Linked DNA regions of Oryza sativa: region 1 is linked to region 2. A link is a contact called in public HiCAR-type data. All regions are on one chromosome and are shown on one strand. The core of a region is the stretch at or near the end of the contact, and the rest is flanking DNA. Distances in the headings are between cores, read along the strand shown. Region 1 holds the start of LOC4334232. Region 2 holds the start of LOC4334213 (zinc finger protein 1).

Region 1 (3,176 bases), core at 487-2,986, 150 kb after region 2:
TGGATCGATGTTCTCCAATGCTCCCGCAGTTTTGGCACACCGTTACTCCAACACAGTCCACAACAACGAGGTGCGCGACCACGACATGGCGTTCCTGCACCTCACGAAGCACAGTAGTACGATCCGATCCGGTTTGATCCCCCGGATCAAATACCACTCCACGCCCCGTCGGTTTAGCATCCCACCGCGGCATCTCCGCATCCGCTCGCCGGATCGCGGGAGCCCAACCGGTGGTATATCCACGCTGATTCCCCGCGCGCTGCTCGCTCGGGCACCCACCAGCCACACGATGGCCCCCAAGCCTCCCTCGAATCAGACCCGCGTCGCGCCGTGCCGTGCGCGTCACATGGCGCCGCGCGTGGCGTGGTCCTCCTCCAGCCCGAAGCGGACAAAACGCCAATAAGAGAGGCGGGCGCGGCCGTGCGCACGGCGCCGAAACCACACGCAGCTTTCCTCGACTATTCCTCCTCCCGCTCCGCTCTCACATATCGCAACAACTAGACACGTAGCTTCGTCTTCCCGTCTCCCCACGGTTGCCGGAGCCGGAGTACGCGTATAAGTAGAGCCCCAACGCCGCGCGGTTAGCCAACGAAGCAACCAGTCAAGTACTACTACTCAACTGAGCTTTTCTTTGGAGTGTGTGTGCGAAGCTAGTGAATTCACTCAGCTAGCTCGGAGAGGCAGAGAGGAACAGACTAATCATTAATCAATGGCGGGCCTGGTTGGAGTTTGGCTGGGGGAGTTCGCCAAGATGGGCCGGGGGGCGGCACCGGCGGCCGACGCCGGGGTCGGCCAGCGAGCTCAGAGCGAAGGGGAGAGCTGCAAGAGTAAGGTTGGTGATGGTGTTGTGCAGGAGATCACGACGAGGACGAGGGACAGCAGCATCCTCCTCTCCGACTCCGAGGCCACCGTGTGCATGCTCATGGACCGCTTCGCCCCTGCCTGACGCCGCTCACTGGCCGCTGGGCTTTCGCCGGTAAAATGGATTGATGGAAGCGTGTACCGTGTATATAGTAGATATACTCTCTGTATATAACCACTTTGCCTTGCTATTTTGCATCAATTGTATCATATGGGTTGTAATCCTTCAAATTTGGAGTCGATTCATTGGTTAATATATGCAGCACTAGTGCTGGTTCTGATAACTTTTTGTCTGATGTCCCATCTGATTTCTCAACTGGCTTGCTATTGCCGTGAGCCCGTGACTACTCTTTACTCTTTCTTTTCTTCTTTCTTTTTTGGCGGGGACTACTCTTTACTTGAACCTTGAACGTTTGCCCTTGTCAACCAATTCTCAGTGGCTTCTGTATGTAAATCTTGTTGGAAAGAAAGTATTAGGATCTTCTTTGAATTTTTGTTTGAATGATCTAATCCTGGGCATGATGAGTAACGTGCTATCCAAGAAGCTCTGTAATCAAGTAGCTGGCCTGAGTATCCAAGAAACGAAGAGCTTATAGGGTGGGTTGTGTCCATGGAGTAACTATTATCAAGGTTCACGTAAACCGTTCAGTAATAACTGTCCGGTTTACCAAACGACCTGCACTGCACCGATTGGATACGTCTGATTTTAATTAATGGGCCAGGAAGTCCAGGCTACCTCCAATCCGGCCCATTTAACTCCCAAAGCCCGCAACTAAAATCACGGCCCAATTTGAGCCCACAACGAAATCGAATTCTCTCCGTCTCCACTCTCCTCTACGCAACAAAAGCGGCGTATTTCTTCTCGTCTTTCTCCCATCCGCTGCCTGCCTCCATAGCTAGCCCACTCGAGCCCTTCAACTTCTCGCCCAAGTTTTGAAGGGATCCAGCGCCGCCGCCGCCGCGATGGAGCACGCCGTCGTTGAGGGGGAGTCCTTCTCGCCCGACTGCTCCACCCTCCTCATGGTCCGGGTCGCCCTAAACCTCTCTCCTCTCTCCGGTTTGAATAGCTTTGCCTCCATGGCTCATGACGCGGGTTGGTGATCCTTTTTTTGGGGGGCTGCAGCCGGCGCTCTCGATCGGCAACGTGGGGCAGCTCGCCGTCGACCTGCTGGTGTCTTCGTCGCGCGCGAGGCGGGTGGCGTACCTCGACGAGCCGTCCGTGCTGCCCTGCGCCGGCAACGACGCCTTCGGCCCCGACGCCGTCGGTGATCTCGCGCTCGCGCTGGAAGGTTGGGTGCTCTGTCCTTTGCTCTGCTGTGCTATGCTAGCAGGACGCTTGATGGATTGGATTGTGTTAGGGGTGGTGAACTGGTGATTGGGTGTGTTCGTACTTTAAATCCTTCTATTATGCACACCAACTGTTCGATGAAATGTGTTATAGTCCGGCATGAACAATTCCTCCTCTGCACACCAGCTACTTGATGAAATGCCTTGTTCAGGTCTAAGAGAATAATCGGCACAAGAAATTAAAAAAAATACCTTAAGATTCAGCCACGCATATTGTTCTTCAGCAATGGCACTACTTAGTGTGTGAATAATAATTGAAATATAATGTCTACTTACTTTGTCACCTTCTGTCTCTTTTCTCTTTACAGCTTATGAATCTCCATCCCATAGGCTGGCCTTCATACAGCAACGGTCCCCAATTATTACAGTATGTTGATTTTACCTATTTGCCACATATTTTCGGTTTTAACTTTATAAATCTCAAAGAGTACTTAAAGATACTTTTCACTTGCTTACGTGGGTGATTATGATTCATGTAGTTACAGAATCTTGTGAGCTTTGTTGCACATGCTTCAGGGTTCTTTCAAGAATGCATAAAGAACAATATTGAGCTCTATTGTATTTGATATTATAATATCAAAATTGTACTCCATTTGTTTGAAATTATAGAATCAGCTTCCCTTTCTTTTTTGTACATCACACATTACATTTCCTAGACTAACATCTGTCCCTTGGATATTTGTTCCTTGTGAACTAAATTTACATAGCACATTTGTTATTCTGAAATGATTTAGAGAAAATATAGTTATTGATCTATTGACCTTTTCTTTAAAGAGGTACGATGGGGGTGAGACTAGAGTTGCAGGCGATGCTTGGGCCTTTCACTCTTTGTTTGGAATTTTGGTAGTTGGTGAAGTCCTATAAGTTGTCTGCAGTCTGCACCTATAATTGATGATTTTTTTCATGAGTTGTGACACCTTTAAACCTTTTATACTGGTTCAGGGGATGGTGGTTTCATTTGCAAAAAA
Region 2 (3,010 bases), core at 26-2,525:
TCAGTCACATCATCTTCAATTTCAACCAAAATTCAAACTTTACGCTGAACTAAACACAATCCAAGTATGGTCGAATATGGTCTACAATATATGACTGTCAAAGAACAAAGTGTAAAAGATACAGGTACAGTTCCAGTGTTACAAAGAACCAAGGAAGAGCTAGACCTATATCTGTATGACTGTATGTATGGCTATGTATCACTCGCTTGCTCTGTACAAAAGCAGGAACAAATTAAACAATAGCGGCACAAAACGAATCAACGAATAGTGTGTTTCGACTGAATTTCACTCCCTAGACAAAAACTCTCTGACGGATCGGATCCATGCAGCTGCTGAATTACGCGGTGAGAAGCCGGGGCTTCTTGAAGGCGAGGGGGCTCTGGACCTCCTCCTCCTCGTCCCACATCTTCTTGCCCTTGGAGCACGGCCGCCACACGAACTCCGGCACGGCCGGGAGGTTGAGGTCGAACGCCCGGGTGGCGGACTGGCCGTTGCCGGAGCTTCCCACCTCGGACTCGGCGGCCACCGTGGCCAGGAGCTCGGTTGAAGATGCGCCGGCGCCGGCGCCTACGCCACCGTCGTAGTGCTTCCTCTTGTGCCCGCCGAGCGCCTGCCCGGTGGGGAACTCCTTCTGGCAGATGGAACACCTGTGGACTCTGTTGGTCATGCCGTCGGAGGACGCGGCGGTGGATGACGTGGCTGGCTCGCGGTCCTCGGCGGAAGGCAGCAAGGCGGCGACGGGGGCGGGAGCCAAGACGGGAGCTGCGGGCGGAGTCGGCAGCTTGACCCGGTGGCTCGTCTTGTGGCCGCCGAGCGCCTGGTAGGAGCTGAAGGACTTGCCGCAGACGGAGCACTTGAACTCCGCACCTGCCGGCGGGGGCGCCGAAGCCGAGAGCGGAGGCGGCGCCTGGACGCGGTGGTGGCCGCCGCGGGCGAGCATGAGGAGGCAGAGCGCGAGGTTCTCCTCCTCCGATCGCTGGCGGCGCGACCGCTTCCGCTTCGCCCACCCCTGCGGCAGGTGTCCGCCCTCCTCCCCGCTCGTGGCGCTGCTGCTCGTCACGACCGTCGCCTCCTCCACCTCGTGCTGCTGCTGCTCCTCCTTGAGCACCGCGGCGTGGAGCGCTTCCATGGACGACGCGCTCGACATGCTTCCACCGCAATTCACAAAAGCAGCAAGCAGATCGACGACTTGTTATATCCGCTAGCTAAGCTTCGCTCGCTCGCCTCAAGCTAGTGTGGCAGCTGGCTGGTTGCTGTGTGGTGTGGTGTGGTGTGCGGAGTGGAGGGAGTGAGATGTGAGGTAGTTTTAAAGCAGTGGGGAGGGGTGAGGCGCGAGCGAGAGTGTGCGGAGGAGGAGAGAAGAGAAGACGTGGGAAGTTGCGTCGTAGGTGGGGGCAAGGCAAGCGAGGTGGTTGCGGCGTGGGCGCGCACGCGGCGGGGCGCGAGAGGGTGACGGGTGGGGGCGTGTCGTCGTGGGGACGGGGTGGCAGCGACCGTGAGACCGGTGGAGTGGCGGCGAAGGAGTGAGGCGGTTGGGGTGATTGGGTGGGCTTGGCTTGCTGGCTGGCTGGTTCGGCCGGGCGGGTGGGTGGTGGAGTGGAGGAAGAGGAGGAGGCGAGGCCACAACGAAAAAGTCGTGGTCAACGTGGTTGGGAAGACACGGGGATGGGAGGGCAAGCCAAAGGGAAGCGCAAGTTGAGTGGAGCTAGTGTGGCTGCGTGGGAGGTGGGGAGAGTGAGGACTGAGTAGGCTGCGCGCGCCGTGGCCTGTGGACTGTGGCGAAGCGGTCGTCGTCGTCGTCGGTTGTTGCGGGTGGCTTTGGGTTTGGCGTGCAAAGCGTACCCGCCCCGGTAACGACACTTCCGCCCGCACACTGGAGTGGCCAAGTTGGAGCTGGGTTAAGAGATTAACTACGCAACCGTTCAGATTTTGACACCTAATATCTGAATCGGGACACTGGCAAACCATCACAGTCAGTTTTTTTTTGTGGCATGGATTGGATGAGATGATGAGCAAGACTATATACTTGTATTATCCTACTATATTAGGTTACTTCCTGCGAGTAGATGATCTGTTTGCAGATTAGGAATGGCCAAAATTATCAACGCGTGGAGAAAGGCTCTATATAGGTATAGGAGTAGTTGCTTCAAAGTTTACCACACTTCTGAGAATAAAAGAGGAAGAAACCGTGAGTGATAGTGTGAAAAAGACAGAGGGTCAAATGGATAATAGTGGTTCAACCCCGCGGGCTATTAATTAGCACATGCCTAATGACACAGCCGAAGTGGTCATCGCCCTCGTGCTGATCACTAGCTAGACGGTTCCGGCTCCGATCCACGATTGCTCCGACCCGATAGCAAGTCAGACCCAAACCAGGCAAAATGGCAAATGGAGTTGGGCCGGAAGTGGTGCGTTCATGGAAGATTCCAACAGGCTGGTCTCCTTTTGGGGTCAAATAAAAATAACTGATCGACTGTGAGTTTCCGTCGGCTCAGCCGCTGAGGTTGCCATCGGCAGCCGGGATCTTCTGCACCCAGCAGCTATACCTGGTCCGATTAGGTAGGTCACTGTCGCATCGTTTAACGTTGATGCACTCAGTTATAAGTTAGAGCGCCACTAGCACTAGTGGCACCGCTCTATCCGTCGCTAACTGTGTGTGGACACATTTTCTTTTTCTTTTCTTTCGGGGCAGTTTGTGGACACACTGTTGATGCCACAACAGTTATGTGGTTCTGATTCCATTTTGATGCATGGGCCCTTGTGTCAGTAAATAGACAACATGGCTGTGTTGGAGTGGCACCACTTGCTCTATAGTTGCCACTAGCCCACCGTGCCGCAATCATCGTATTGTTGGGCATTGCATACATAATAAGCTAACAGACTGCTATATATATCATATAATTGTTGTTGTGCATGGAGGCACACATCCCACGCTACACTACACTACATTACTACCGGGCCATATCCTATTACACACTTGCTATATGCATGATGCAACGTACGCAAGCTC

Evidence for each region. HiCAR-type assays count read pairs that join an accessible place to other places.
Region 1: a HiCAR-type map of leaf shows a contact between it and region 2, with 1.9 times the contacts expected there. The contact joins the promoter of LOC4334232 here to the promoter of LOC4334213 in region 2. A contact is called at or near these places in 1 of 15 Hi-C or Micro-C datasets (seedling) and 1 of 4 datasets of contacts at active chromatin or transcription factors (leaf).

What each region holds. Positions count from the first base shown.
Region 1 is chr3:32,728,498-32,731,673 of ASM3414082v1, forward strand. LOC4334232 reads left to right here and starts at 1,737. Exons shown (of 8, transcript XM_015776201.3): 1 at 1,737-1,884; 2 at 1,985-2,150; 3 at 2,517-2,575; 4 at 3,151-3,176. The coding sequence starts at 1,825.
Region 2 is chr3:32,575,893-32,578,902 of ASM3414082v1, forward strand. It overlaps LOC4334213 (zinc finger protein 1), which reads right to left and starts at 1,276. Exons shown (of 1, transcript XM_015777827.3): 1 at 68-1,276. The coding sequence starts at 1,147. The coding sequence ends at 338. LOC107276337 (transcription factor bHLH84) reads left to right here and starts at 2,856. Exons shown (of 6, transcript XM_066308990.1): 1 at 2,856-3,010.